Regions from separate parts of the Zea mays genome. Here region 2 is linked to region 1. Evidence: chromatin contacts called from public Hi-C data. All regions are on one chromosome and are shown on one strand. The core of a region is the stretch at or near the end of the contact, and the rest is flanking DNA. Distances in the headings are between cores, read along the strand shown. Region 1 holds the start of LOC103630734 (probable E3 ubiquitin-protein ligase ZFP1). Region 2 holds the start of LOC103630738 (Putative WRKY DNA-binding domain superfamily protein).

Region 1 (7,711 bases), core at 3,294-5,793:
CATTCTTGGATGTAAAGGAAGGCCTGTGGCAGAAGGATTTAAACCATGCACCGCATTGTTACCGATGAACTGTTGATGGGACACTTGTATTTGAGGTGCCTGCATACTATTCTGGCAGAAATGAGGCAGTGGCCCATTTGACATGTCTGCAGTTCCTGATGAACAAAACAAGTTAAAATCAAGAGTTGCCAATGCCAAGTACATCACTAATCTCACACTCAAAGATTTCATTCAATGGCCAGTCAATCCATGATAACAGAAATTTACTGCTAACCATATTAGCAAATCTAATAAAAAACAGTAATCCTGCCAAGTATTACTAATCTCACACTCAAAGATTTCCATTCAATGGTCAGTCAATCCATGATAGCAGAAATTTACTGCTAACCTTATTAGCAAATCTAATAAAAAAATGGTAATTAAATAAACTGTAAACTGTGAGACGATTCCTTAATTCATAATTCAGCAAAACACCAGATGAATATATCTTTATTCAGAAGGTCTACTAACCTGGAGGATTGACCACTGCATTACTATATCCCCACTGTGGTACTCCATAACCTGCAGGCTGTGGAACCCATGTATTGGACTGGCTTATGTGACAAGCTGGATATAAATAGTTACCATGAGGTGCCAGCTCCTGGCAAGCAGCCACAGAACTGAAACTGTTTGAAGCATCTGCAGAAGATTCTTCTAAGTATGGCCACCCATTACTATTGTGGTATTCTGGTAGGTTTGAAGCTGCAGAACTGGGTAAACAATTTGATTGAGATGAAGGATTCCATGGCCCATGCACAGGATTCTGAGGCACATGAACAGATGAACTTGACCCAGCAAATCCATGAAGAAAATGATGGCTTCCAGCAACTACTGCATTTTTCCTTTTCATGAATCCAATAGCACTATCACCAAAATTGACACTGCTGCTACTCTCATCAATAGTTCCTGTGGGAACTTGATTATGTAAAGATGGTGGTAGCACACTGCCTAGTCCAAAGCTTTGAGTCTGAGGAATATATATGTTGACAGCTGCTGCTGACATGCTAGGGTTGTACATAGTAGTTGGGAAGACAAATCTTGATGTAACACCGGCATGTGGGTATGAATTATGAACATGCGGGCACTCATGATTCCGCAAATCACATATACCAACATTAGCAGTATTTCCTGGAACTCCCACAGCAACTTGCACACCCAGGTTGGATGAATCACTTGCAGTGCCTGCATAATAGGAACTTCCTGGTTGAACTTGGGCATGTCTTTGCTCCCATTCAGGATTAACAGACTGATGTGTCCAGAGCATATTTCTATGTGTCATGACGCCAAGTTCTATTTCCTTAAAGAAGAACTACTGCAAGTTTGGTCAGCAAATATCCTTTATCATCACCTCTCCCTGCAAACGAGATTTTTTACCAAACATGGTCAGCATTCAATCTAATATGGATAACAAGAGATGTAAATGCAAAGCACATCTTGTTTAATGATAGCAGACAGGATAATTCCAAGTACATGCTGAAGCTTGCAAGTGGGGACAAAATATTAACAAAATAAACTTGCACGGGACTGGGTCTAGGTAGCAGAAGATATTGAATAGCTCATATATAAGAAAAATGTAAAATAGTTTAATTCTTGCTGATATGAAGAGGCCTTGATAACTTGGTCCACAACCCTACAGGTAACAAAAATGTTCATTGGTTATATGAAGATGACTGTGTTTACTAAAGGCATTAACACTTGGTGTCATGCAACGTTTTTGTTACCTGTAGGGTAGAATGGTAACTAGTGTACAACTAGTTGATAGATAAGTGCCGACTAGTCACAACATTGGGACATGCAATTGGGGTCATTTTACAAAGCCTAATTTACAGTTACCTGGTGAACTAGTTTCTATTGCCTTCAAATCTTCCTGTAGTCAATTACTACGCTTCCACATAGTTAAACACATATCTGATGATGTTAATTACTAATCTGGCTATGATGCAATGTATCTAGTTTGTGACACGTTAATCCTACAATTACAATGTAGACCACTGGATGTGAAATGCTTGATCTGAACAAAATCCCAAACTTCAAACACACATTAAGAGAGTATGTAGTTCACTACATAAGAACTTAAACAGTCGCTAAAGAGAATCCATGCAGTTAGCAAAGGTAGCATGGGAAGAATAAAGAAAATCTGACAGAGAGACTCAAGCTTGCACTACATTGCAGGGGTAGAATGAAAAAAAAAAGAACAGAAAAAAGCATAGCAATCGAAGTATCATGTAACCAGGGTGTGTTCACTCATTGCTCCATGCTCCTACAAACAAAGGACGTGACACGATGCAAATTGGTAAACCTAAGTTTGGCCCACCGTGGACGAGATTGCCAAAGGAGAGGGAGGTAGTGGAAAGAGGGTGAAAGAGTACTCTAAAAGCAACAAATAAATTATTTTGTGGTTCCCCTCGTGTTGTGTCATGTGGACATCATACCCTCGCATCAACCATGTCCATCACAAACTCAAGGATGAGTTGTTTGACTTGGGGGAAGAGTAATTACGGGCATAGGTCCAAACAGTGAAACGACAATATGTAAGCTGCACAACAAGTTATGACAACTCATATAAACAATTACGACAATTCAGATTCCATGGTTGGGAATAAATTGATTGGTAAGCCATTTTAGTAATAGCTTGCCTTACTTGAAAGATTCAGCTTTTGCTTTACTTGTTTAAGAAGATTAGAGGCTTTCAGATGGGATGGGGTCGATAAATTTAGCAACCTAGCACATTTATTTACTTGTCCGTTACCGAGTCTGCGCCTTTCTTGGAGTTTGGCGTTTCTGTTCCTCTGTGCCCATCCGTGCCCTTGTTACGGAGCTTATATTGCAAAGTTAAGTTGTCGAGACTCATAAATCTAAAGCAACCACAAAAAGGATAGATTAAATGGCATTAACTTTGACGAGATGTTATATGGATATATGATTGCAAGCGCAACAACCCTACCAAACTCTTGTTGGCTAGTGTTGTAAACTCATTTGCAGAATGCATTGTCTTCCAGTGCAATATAGCAGGTAGGAAAAACCCTTTCCCCCTCAACAGACCCTAAAAAGGCCCAACAAAAAACTACCAAGATCCACAACACTAGCAACTGAAAAACTTCATACCCAAGTAGCAAATAACTGAAAACACTTGATTCTAAAATTGAAACAAAGAACGTGCTCTAACTAAATTCTTCAAACCAAACCTAAGCTCAGATACAACATTCAAAGTCCAAACCATTCCCTGATCATTAAAACCAAGTATCATTGCTAAGCAGCAATGAACACGACAGCAGGGCGGCACAGCTATCTCCTGTCCACATTCAACTAAGGGCTAGTTTGGAAGTACAAAAACCGGAGGGGATAAATATTCAATTTTCAATAAGAAGGGGATTTTAGCCCCTCTAATCCCCTCCGGTTTTGTTTTGTGGCTCCCAAATTAGCACTAAGGGTCTGCCATTCCCACGTGAAGTTATCCGGGGACTACCTAAAGCCTATGGGCGTGTTCGGCTGGCTACAAGCCGACACTGTTGCAGCTGTTTGGACTGCTGCAGCTGCAATCCATAGAGAGAAAAATACTGTAGAAGCCGCAGCCGCAGCCGGATTGCAGCCGCAGCAAGCCGCAGCGAACAAGCTGTATGCTGACCGTGGTTAGTAGAGTCTCAATCTGTACAACCATCCCAATCGAAGAAGAAGAAGAAAAAAAATACTACGCCGCACAAATTTTAAACGATATACGTCGACACCGCAAGTCCGAGTCCGCTGCTGCATGCATCACCAACAATGTTGACTCCGAGCTCCACACCACAGTACATCCCTGAACCATGAAGTTAGCTTGGCTCGCTGCGTATCGAACCGAGCCGAAGCACGCAGTTGCAGCACAGAATCCTTGTGGGACAAAAACAAAAACAAAAACCGTGCACCGACGGGACAAGCAAAATCCCTTCCTTCCTGCAGCTTCCCGCGACGGGCGCGGTCTGCAGCAGGAATGCCCCAACCAAACGCGACGCGCCCGAGGGCGTTCGAACGAGACCCCTCACACACTCACAGACAGGTCCTCGCAGCTGGCCGAACGCCCAATCGCGGCCCGAATCGGGGCGCCCGGGGACCCGATTCCTTCCCCGCCCCGCCCCGCGCCCCCGCGCGCGCGCAGACACAGTCGCACGGACGGGACACGGCGAGCTGGTCCGCAGCCCAGACAATTCGACGAGGAAGGTGGGGAACGAGGCGATTCGGGAAGCATCACCTCGGGACGGGACCGCGATCGGCGAGGGAGCTGGCTGTAGGAATCCGCGCCGGGGGGGGAGGAGAAGGGAGGGGAGGGGAGAGAAGCCTCGCGCTCGAGCGAGGGGGGAGGGGGGATGGAACGGAATCGGTTGGTGGAGGCGGTGGTATCCGGTGGGGGTGGGGGGGATCGGTCGACCGGCGGAAGGGTGCGACGGTACGGGTGGGTCGCGTACTTATAAGCGCGAGGAGCTTTTCGGGGACGGACGGAAGGAGAGGAAAAAATAGACCAGGAGGAGGAGGAGGAGGGCTGTCCTGTCTCAGTCTCACGCTTTTTTAATGGGTTTCTTTTTACTGTACTGTTTTGTTTGGACAAGGGGGTTGAGAAAAAAAAAAAGAGGGTGCGGTGTGATTCAAATCGCGTGCTCACGTTTTCCGTCTCGGGCCGCTTTTGCATCGGGGCCTCGGACAGCGCGGCTGCCAGTGCCATGCCATGCCCATGCCCATGCCGTCTTTTTTTAGCGCTGGCCGTGCTTATCTGTTCGTCTCTTCTGCTATTTATGCGTCAAACCAGCATATCCTTATCCTCCCAACCAATCTCTGTGTGCTCGTCGTGTCGTGTCACGTTGGCTCCTAAAACGAGCTACGGCGACGAAGCTTTCGGGAAAGAAGAGTACGTCTCCTTCTCGTGTGTGCTTTCAGAGAAGAGAAGGAGTCGCGGTGATCGTTTTTCCTTGGATCCGTTGTTGGCTGGCTCCTCATCCACTACAAGACTCCACTCTGCCTATCCTCTGCAAGTGGCTGCTGTGCAAACGCTACGCTTTACCACAGCTCGCCGATCGTTCGCTCTGTGCTGTCGTCCCCGTCGCCCGCGGCCAGTGCCCACGTCATGTCACTTTTACACCTGACCTTAGCGTGCCGCGCCGGCGCGGCGGATGGCGACAGTACATACAACTATACAAGCCTGTGTTGGTGGGCGCCGGCAGCCAGCAGAGTCTGGCGGCGCCGTGGCCACGCAACGCAACGGCTCTCGTGCGGCACATGGCCCGCGCCGCGCCCCCGATGGCTTTCTTTGGTCACGCGGCTTCGTCGCAGCCCCGGTGTGGCTGTGGTCTCGGCGCCTGGTTTCGCGGCGGCTGCGAGGAGACGACCACCGAGGACCAGGGTCCAGGGCCAGGGCCGCGCGCCGTTCACGTGCTCTATACTAGGTCCTCTCATCTCCGTCCTCGCCGCGGCTCCGACCGAGTAGCACTGCCTGGCGCGCTGCTCTTTTTTTTTCACCTGAGGCTACGTGATGGATTAGCTGAGACGGTAGAACCGTAGAGCAAAATGGAACATGAGAGTTTCAGACAGAGTATGGATGGATCGAGTTTACGGAATAAAAAAGAAACTATTGTCCGAAGGAGGATCTGATCCCTCGAGCAGGATATTCCCGAGGGAGATGCCAGGTGAGGGAATCTTCTTTTGTGAACGAGCTCGAGCGGATCTAAGGGCGAAAGGATTTCTACTTTCCCCCACCACTGTGGTTAGGGTTCAGGTTTTCTTCACGAAGGTTAGTTTGGGCAACCCCATTCTCCTAAATAATTTCTATTTTCTTAACGTAAATTCGTTTATTTTTCTTTGAAAAATGAAAATCTTCTGGAAGAATAGGGTTCCCAAACTAGCATAAAATCCGATGTTCTAAATCGTCAGCTCTTAAAACCGTTTAGAGATGATGCAAGTGCCCGCAGCTCAAAACTGTTTTAATTATCTTCCTACCTCAGTAGGGCTTTCGAACGGTTTTATTCTTTTCCACTTCCTCCGTGACTCTATTATAAACTATAGCATATTTTAAAAAAAATTAGACCCTCTCCATATTATATACAGATATAATGTATATTTAAATACAAAGTCAAAACCTACGTACTATATATAGAACCAGAAACGTAACCTGAAAGGCTGAAACGTCTCGAGGGAATGCTCTAAAAAAATCCACCTCTGACATGATCTTTTTTTTTCCAGCGAGTCGGGCTACACCGTGCAAAGTCAACTGTCCGTGGGTTTTGGTTTTCTACTCGGGCTACACACGTGCACAAATCACGAGTCAAATGAAGTTTGTTTAAGGCGCATATGTGATCTCACAGGATTGACACCGACAACATGCAGCGATATTGAAACAAGGATACCGCCATTGCCATTCCCTTCCATGTCATGGCCCTAACAGGACGAGCAGCCCTATTTTAAACTTCACTCGAAGTGAAACAATGCAAAACTAGAAACCACAGATTGCCATGAACCCAAGACAAAAGACAGCTCAAACTGAATAGAACCTGCTCCGTGCTACTGCACATAGTACAATGACGGCAGCCCAAGCACTGTCTAGGAGCATTGAGCAAAAATGAGAAGAGGGAAAACAAGAAATCCGCCATGGAACAGCATAACACACGACTGAAAGCCAGATGGCAAATCTAGTGACAAACCACAACTGACATCATCATAAGCTAATAGCACACCACAAAAGATTTGACACCAATTGTCAAAATAACATAATAGCAAAGGATCCGACACAACACAGATGGAAACAAATGATGTCTGGTTTAACCATAAAATGAACCGAGGAATCCTGATCTTAAAAGGTTTTACTTAGCCATGCAGAATGCAATCCACACAAGCATACTTAGAATATAGCGATGAGAGCCGGAGCTAAGCAACAAGTCCGGCAAACAGTAGCCACGGAGAGCTCACTGTTTTCCCTCCCGTTCACGGTTCCACTGCTCAATCTTGGCCCTTCGCTCCTCGCTGCTTTCCCTGACTGGGCTCCTTGCACGCCTTGAGGGGCTACCATGCCTGCGCCTTCCTCCATCATCATACCTGTCATGTCTGCCGCCTCTGCCTGCTCCATCATCATACCTGCCATGCCTGCCACCTCTGCCTGCTCCGTCATCGTACCTGTCATACCTGCTACCTCTTCCCCTTCCACCACCGCCGCCACCACGGTAGTCATCACGGTCACGGTGGTGGTAGTCATCACGGTCACGGTGGCCCCTCCTTTGTGGTGGCGGGCTTCGGCTTCGGCTTCTCCCATGGTACCTCCTGGAAGCAGAACGCCCATACAGCTTCCTCCTGAGATCCCTGCCAATTTGCTTCACATGCATGAAATTACAGTAGCCACCACGGTTGCAGCTGTTCTCCTCAAACTGCCTACAGGTTGCTTCACGGAAGTCGGTCACAGGAGAATACTCAACAATTATAGGGCGGCCAGAGTAAAAGCGCCCCTGAAGAGCATTGTATGCTGCGGCTGCTTGCTCTTCCTCCCTGAACTGGACATAGACATTCCCAATCATGTGGTCAGCAAGGTTATCACAAACATTCAGATTCTCAATCTCACCAAACTTCCCCAACTCCTCATAGATGTCCTCATAGAAGTCCTCAAAATGCTCCTGCATCTTCTCAGGGTCAATAGGTTGGCCTTGAGCATCAACTCCAGGGG
Region 2 (7,711 bases), core at 2,175-4,674, 230 kb before region 1:
AAGGAGCCTTCAGAAATTGACCTGGGCTATGCTGAAAACATGTGATCATATATATATGGCGCTGTGTGTCATGTGTTAATAAAGGAATCAAACGGCATAATTATAGTAGACTGTAGCCAGAGGAGTACCGCGACCGCTCAACGGTAGTCGTACTGCTGTACTACTACAGGCATGCGTGCCCTCCAGCTTTATAATTAATGACGAAATTTAAGCGCAAAGCTTTGATGATGAGCTCATTAATTAGTAATCAGGTACATGTACAACAAACTCGATCCTGGTACGTACTACTACTGATCGACGATGCTACTACGCTACTAGCTACGACCTCAGATCGCATCATCGTACAGGTGACAGCAAAAGTTAACAGCAACGTACCAAATCGCTCTGGCTATCATCATCGATGGCTAGCTCCCGATCGATCGATCGATCGTTCAAGGCAGAAAAACTCTCCGTGTCGTCATCATTCAGTGGTGGTGATGATGGTGGCCACCGTCGCTGCTGTGAACGAAGGGTGGGAACATGTCCTGCAGGAGCCCAGCGTAGTCCTGCGCCATGAAGTGCTGCATCCGGAGCGGAGCGCTAGCAGCAGCAGCAGGAGTTGCCGCCGCAGCGGTGGCAGTAGCAGTGGTACTACCGCCGGCCGCCGCTCCCACACCTGCGATGGCGGCAGCCCAGCCGTGCTGGTCGTCCGCCGCCAGCGCCACGTGGCCCGACATGGCGGCAGCGTTCACCTGCTGCAGCCCGGCGCCGCCGTCGCCGCCGACGGCCGCCATCAGCTGCTGCATGACGGCGCCGTGGTGGTGGGCCTGCTGCTGCAGGAGCCCGAGCGCGTCGAAGGCGTCATTGGCGCCGCCGAGCGCCGCCGGCACCCGGAGGTGGTGGTGGTGGTGGAGGCCGCTCATCGGGTGGTGCGCGGAGGCGGCGAGGAGGTGCGTGCTCCCGCGCAGCGTGGCGGGGATGGGGTGCGTATGCTTGCCCTCGTACGTGGTGATCACCACCGCCGCGTCCTGGTACGACCGCTCCACCCGCTTCTTCACCGGGCACTTCTGCGTCGTGCACCGGTAGTAGCTCCTGCGCGCCCATGCATCATATCGTTGCATTATTGTATCAGTCAGTACGACGTGGTCACCATATGCTCATTGCTGCTCGCTCGTGTCGTGTGGGAACCCTAGCTAGCTAGCTAATTCGTACGTGCATCATATATAGAGCTTTTGTGTAAAAAGAGAGGGAAAAAAAAGGGTACGCATATGTAGCATTATGTAGGTATGTATGTACCTCGGAAACGGGCTGTTCTTGACGGCTTTCTGGCCGTACTTGCGCCACCGGTAGCCGTCCTCGAGGTGATCGACCTCGCTCTTGGTCATGAACGCGAACCGTGGCTGCCGCGGCCGCTTCTCGCCCTTCACCTTCCCCTTGTTGGCCGCCCTGCGTGCAGACGACCCACATGCATACACACACACACATGCCAACATGCATTATTATTGGTCAATCAATCGTCTATTCAAAACTTTCGAACACACGTACAAGCGCTGGGCTGATTAATTTGAACGCCTTTTGCTAGCTAGCAAGCCAGCTTTTGGCCGGTGTGTGTATGTGCTACACGTGCTGCGTGTGCATACTAGTATACTACTAGTACAAACTAACGTACAAATCAAGAGACTGCACATTCAAACATGCATGGGTGCCGTGGAAGAGAGAGTCTACGTATGGACGTTCCGGCGCCGCCCACACATACATTTCCTCACGCCGACAGGTTCACACTAGAATTGACGGCCTGCATGCAGTCGTAGCGTTACGTTCTTGAGCTGAGCTCTGCTCGATTTCTGCTGGGATTAATTTGGAGATCCGTCGTCGTCACAGGTCGCGGCAAATTAAAAGGGGAAGTGTGGCAAAAGGCTAAGTCTCGGCCAAATTTATGGATCGGTTGGGCAATTTATGGCCAACGCACGCACAGAGGCTACCTGATTCGACTGGTTCTACATCGTCTGCTGATCTTAAATCATCCTTCCCGGGCGGGTGCGTGGTTAACTACGAAAGCGGCAGTTGGTGCAGTCAAATTGGATGTAGAGATGCCAAGAGCAAGACGAAAACCACCGGGACGATCTGTGAAGGAATCAAAAAAAGATGTTTGAAAACAAACACCGGCCGATCGATCAACTTTGGTGTATAAGTGTATAACGTACGTACTGCCCTATATAAATTAAAATAAGATCAAGACATCAAGTTCTTTTTTTGTTTTCTTTTTCTTGGGCATGCAGCATGCAGCGCATACTCAATGAGAAACCCTAGCAGGGTTCACACGCCTTGTCCAGATCAAAGGTGTTGGACGACAAAAGGAACACTGGGTATTATGTTATGCATGTGTGTGTGTGTGTGTGAACGGTGTGAACAAGCTAGATCGTCGGCCCGGCCAGTAAGGAATTACTCCAGATAGACCTGCATGCTCCAGATCGTCTTGAACGATTCGTGTTCTAAAAGATCAACGACAAATCCGATCCGATGAAAACTTTTCCAGCGCGCGATGAAGCTAGAACCTAAAAGCTTGAGAAATCAGACGGCTTAATATATATAGTACTTCAGCAAGTGAATATGTAGCACATCTATAGCTGACGATGTAATATAATCAAATAAAGAACTCCAAGCTAGATCCGGATCAGATAGATTTTTCGGATGAAGAGGTGACGGGGATCTGATGAGATGAACTCACCCTTTCTTGCTCTTCTCCTGCCCTTGCGCGTCTCCCTTGGCCGCCGCCGCGTCTCCGTCCTTGCTCTCGAACCCCTCCCCGTCGCCTTCCTCCTTCTTGGACTTGCCGGCGGTCGCCAACTCCTCGCCCGCCCCGGCGCCACAGGCCTCGCTGGACGTGGACGACATCGACATGCTGTTGGGCGTCAGCGGCGCCGTCGTCGTCGCTCCGGCGCCGCCGGTGGCCGCGGTGTCCACAAGAAGCTCCCTCTTGACTATCTCGTCAACGGTCGGCGGCACGTCGTCGAAGCCCGAAACGAAGGCGTCGCAGTCCAGAGGCGACGCCACCGCGTGCAGGTAGTCCATGAACCACGGCTGCTGCGTCGCTGGTGGTGCCGCGTCGGCCCGCTGGTGCTCGAACATCGCCGCCAGCTCGTCGTGGGACACGAAGTCCCCGGACAGCATGTGGTGGTCATGCCTGGCTCCCGACATGGTTGCTGGTTCGGCCGGCAGGAGCAGCAGCTGGTGGGCTACCTCTCCTCTCCTCAGATCAAGCCTCCGATCGAGCTGCGGCGCTGGTGGTCTCTAAGCTCTTCTAGTATAGATCGAGTATGGCGCAGTGGAGAGAAGGGTGAGGAAAGGGAGAGGTGTGTAAGCGAGGGAGCTAGCTTTGTAGAGTGTGATCGTGTGTGGGGAAAGGATCAGGAGAAGGAGAGATATGGGTGGTTGGGTGAGAGTGAGAGAGGGCTGGCTAATAAGTAATAAGGATGGCTAGCTAGTGGAGTAAATTAAACTGCCTTTTGGGATTATACTGCTTGATCATAAAGCTAATAATGGATTTATTTCCTTCAAGCCATAGTAACATATTATACACTCTCTTTTTACCAATTCGCATGCATGGGCAGTAGTCGGTGTCAGTTCTTATATATACTGTTTGACTTCGTTACCGCGCACACATCCCTTAGCAAATTGTTGGACCGCATGGAACATGCCAAACTTCTATCTTTTTTATTTGTGGACCGATCAGATTCTCCTGCTAGACTGTATATATAGTACACATACATATTATTGTTTCTGAAGGTAATAATACATGTTTTTGGGCACCCCATTTATTAATTTCTTATAATTCATTTGCAGTGAGACGTGGGATTTATTTGCAAGTGAATTAAATCTAAGACTATATATTCACAATAATGCAAGGTTTCATTACGTTGTTTCTATGAATAACACATCTATAAAACCGTGTATTATTTGTGGGTTTCATCTAAATGAAACTCTCCATCTCCCATAAAATCCTATCTCCCTCCTTAATATCTTTTTTCATCATATTATGAAACATGGCGGAACATTTATTTAATATGAAACCCAAACGAAGAAATCTCCACTAGAAATAGCATAAGCCCTTAACTGGTTACCTCCCTCGTGGAGCTGTTTGTTTCAGACAAGGATTTGTCTGGTTACCAACAGCGAAGCCAGCCAACCACACCAGTACTGGAGTTTTAGTTTAGCTGCTAGCGAGTGCAACTGCATACTGTACGCATCTGGTGAGTCAGCGACGGCTACCGGGTGCACCCAGTCACGTAGGTCAAACCGCCGCGCTACGTCAAACCGTTCAAACGCAGCCTCACCGCCACGTGTCCGTGCCGCTTTGACCGGCCCCACTCCTCCGACCCAGGTGCGCGCACCGGCTGACGCCAGCCTGACCCCGCCGGTGCCTAACCGACGCCTCCCGCGCCCGATCCCGATCCGACGGCGCCGCGCGGACGGAGCATCTAGCGGGCCACCACGGCGTGCGAGGCGGCCACCGCCGGCGGGCGGGCGGGCGGCGGCGAGAGATGCCTGGCGCCGCTCACTAGTACTAGTCTGGACGAATTAAAGCGAGCGAGCGAGTCCGCCCGCGCGCTGTCCGGCATGGACCGGGACAGCTCACGTCACGGCCGGACAGGTCGCAATGTTGGTTGGTCGCGGGCGGGCCGACCGCGGACCGCGCCGGGGCCTGCGACGGCGTATACGTGTACCGCGGCCTCCGGACTCCGGTTTCGTGCGCGTTTCGCCTGATTTGACGCGCGGGCGCGGGCGCGGGTGCGGGTGCGCTGCGTGCCCAGGCTGCCTGGCTGTGTTCTCTCGCGCGACTTGTGTGTTGTGCAGCAGTGCGCGGAGGAAAAGGTCCTGTTTGGCGTTGGCGCGGGCGGCCGCCGCGACGTCGACGCCTGTGGCGGCGGCGGCGGCGAGGTGGACACTGAGCCTAGTAGCCTCTCCTGTCTCGGTGCCTGCGTGTGTGGTGCAGGATCTCTCTCCGGCCGCCGCCGCATCATCCGTTGATGGTCTGCGTACCATGTGTCCCACCCCACTGCACGGTTTATAGCGCAGCGGATCCGAGTTCGCATTACTGCGATTTTTGACGCGATCGAGTTTTGACCAAATGACGCCTCGAGTTCAAGGAGGGTCAGGATTGACACCGTCGAAATATCGACCTTTTGCATGGTTATCGTAATTATAGGACCTTTTATTTCGCATTGCTACCGTAATCGCGTTGACTTTGCTAGCTAGTTTTCCCGTGGCATGCATGCAACTAGCTAGGGCGATCGCGCGTTGCTTCAGGTATGCATGGAATGGCATAGCAGATCGCTCACCAACCGCCAATTATAGGCGTTTGAAGATCGCAGGCACACTGCAATATTTATGCGAACACTAACTAACTAACAAAACTCGAACACACGCAGTAGTAGCTGGGGATTTCTTTACGGGCTTGACGGTTTGGTGATGAATCCCATCAACGGTTGGTCGTCGATCTGACGCGGGCGCTTAATTAGCTTAACCAGTCAAGCAAGACAGGCAGGCAGACAACGTGCATTCTTCGTTTGTGTGTGTGTGTGTGTTTTGCCGGGATGCAAATGCAACGAGAGATTCAGAGTAGTCCAGACTCTTTCAGACGGAGGGGCAAAGATCTGTGCATATAATAGAGGCATTGCGCAGCCACTAGTAGTGTATAGACATTGAACACAGTGGGGTAGCTAGCTAGGAAACCTTTGGCACCGTCTGTTTTCTTATTCACAAAGCTCTTGGGCCACGGTCCCCGAGAGTCTTTGGCATAGCAGCAGGCAGCGGCCGGCCGAACCAAAGTCAAAGCGCAAATCTGCAGATGTCTGGAAAAGGACAAACCACTATCCACAAAAAAAAAAAACGCTTTTGGGCCCAATAACTTTTTTTTGCTTACAGGATGACAGCGACCACTGGCAAGTAATATGTTCGTTCTCGAATAATTATCGCCTCTTAGTTCATTTTTGAACTTAAAATGCGAGAAACAAAAAGAACGACAGCGGGAGGGAGTAGTACACAGGCAAACAATCACGTCGATCAAACGGCGAGGCGCAAAGACCGTGTCCTCCCCTAATCCGCACCGTGTACGGCAACCAGAGGCACCCGTCGTCCTGTCTGCCTGTCTGGTGATGATCCAGAAGAAAACCATTTCATCCCATCAACTCCGCCGTGAGTTCCCATGCATCTGTGTGTTTCTACTCCAACTCGCAAGGATGCCCTCTTCGGACATGCTGCTCTGATTTCACATCAGGGTGTACGCACTCGTAGTAAGACGAGATTAAAACCAACGAGCAAATCAAAAACTCGATAGCGCTGGAAAAGGAATTATTAGCAACTGAGTTTTGAGCAGGCGATAAGACGGGGGGAAAAAGACGCATGGAGACTGCTGGAGCACGAGGATTCTGACCGGACCAAGTATCACTCGATAGCTGGAGCCGCTGATGGTACACAGAATCGTACATGCTTTTTGGCCGCTAATTTCGGCCATGGGAAGGTTCCAAAAGAGAGAAGAGAGCGACTCGTCCAGCTCTCTCGCCTTTGAAGATTGAACGGCGAGACACGGCTCCTGCTTTTGGGAACCACCAGTCCACCGCCGCGCCGTCCCTCTCGCGCGCCGGCCGCTCACATCGATCGATCCACGCCGGCCGACGTGCCGCCCGCCGCGCCCCGTCGGTCGGCCGACCACTGTGCAGTGGTAGCAGTACGTACAAATCAAACTGGCAGGCCGGAACTGCCACTACCGGATCTACGAGCTGCATTTACACTCGTAGTATAATGCGATCTGCAGCTCTACGCATGCAGCACGGGTAGGTTAGACTCCATCGGAATGAGTAGCCTGCCAAAGCCCAAGGCCAAAAGGACAGCGAAGTACTAGTACTGCTTGCTCAACTTTTTTGGCACCGAAAAGCATATATACTAGCGTGTCTTTTTTTTTGCTCCATTCTTTTTAGAAGCCTTTCTGCATGCTTGACGGGTTTCGTTCTCACTTGCAGAGAGATGGATGAACAATATTTACTTGATACGCTAACTGGCTAGCTAGTAATAGTAGTACTAGTTGTGTTCTCCAATATTTGTCGTTTTCTTTTTTGAACTAAAACATGACAAATCAAAAAGAACAGAGGAGTACATCACACGGATCACAAGGCCGCCAAACACACCACTAGCTACAACACGCAAAAATAAAAATTTGTAAAAAAACCCCTTAATCTCTCTGTATGGTACGACCTGTTTATTAAGAAAATAAAGGTCTATCGCAGGAGGAGTGAACCATGAAGACACAGTAGTATTATATGACAGGCTTGACTTGATCCGATTAAAAATTGGTCCAACCTCGCGCCGAAGTCAAGTTCAGCTCTTGGACCGCGTTCCAACAGGTTGGACATGTGACCACTGACTGACCATCGTGTCATTGTCTTCAGTACGTGGTGCTAGTTTTAAACGTCGATTAATTGATGTATATATAAATCCAAGGAACGTTAACCATTTCATATTTCGGTCATGTGTATCAACGAAAAAAGTTCCTGCGATGAAAACAGCCATCCCACCATTTGCCTGTCTTTGCCAACAAGCACACGAGATTCTCAAACAGGCGCATAGTGTTCCTCGTGGAAAAAAAAAGGGATCGAGAACAGCTGGAATCTTTTCCATGTTCAAACGGGCACAGCTACTAGAAGCCAGCGCCGCCCGCCGAGTACATACACAGTAA

What was found. Hi-C and Micro-C count contacts between places; a contact is called where the count stands out from the background.
Region 2: a Hi-C map of tassel shows a contact between it and region 1, with 2.1 times the contacts expected there. The contact joins the promoter of LOC103630738 here to the promoter of LOC103630734 in region 1. A contact is called at or near these places in 2 of 25 Hi-C or Micro-C datasets (bundle sheath and tassel).

Annotation. Positions count from the first base shown.
Region 1 is chr6:176,031,059-176,038,769 of Zm-B73-REFERENCE-NAM-5.0, reverse strand. It overlaps LOC103630734 (probable E3 ubiquitin-protein ligase ZFP1), which reads right to left and starts at 4,543. Exons shown (of 6, transcript XM_008651779.3): 1 at 4,265-4,543; 2 at 511-1,393; 3 at 1-155. The coding sequence starts at 1,318. LOC100191858 (splicing factor U2af subunit) reads right to left here. Exons shown (of 2, transcript NM_001137282.1): 2 at 6,635-7,711. The coding sequence ends at 6,963.
Region 2 is chr6:176,258,342-176,266,052 of Zm-B73-REFERENCE-NAM-5.0, reverse strand. LOC103630738 (Putative WRKY DNA-binding domain superfamily protein) reads right to left here and starts at 3,424. Exons shown (of 3, transcript XM_008651793.2): 1 at 2,708-3,424; 2 at 1,276-1,425; 3 at 211-1,071. The coding sequence starts at 3,177. The coding sequence ends at 465.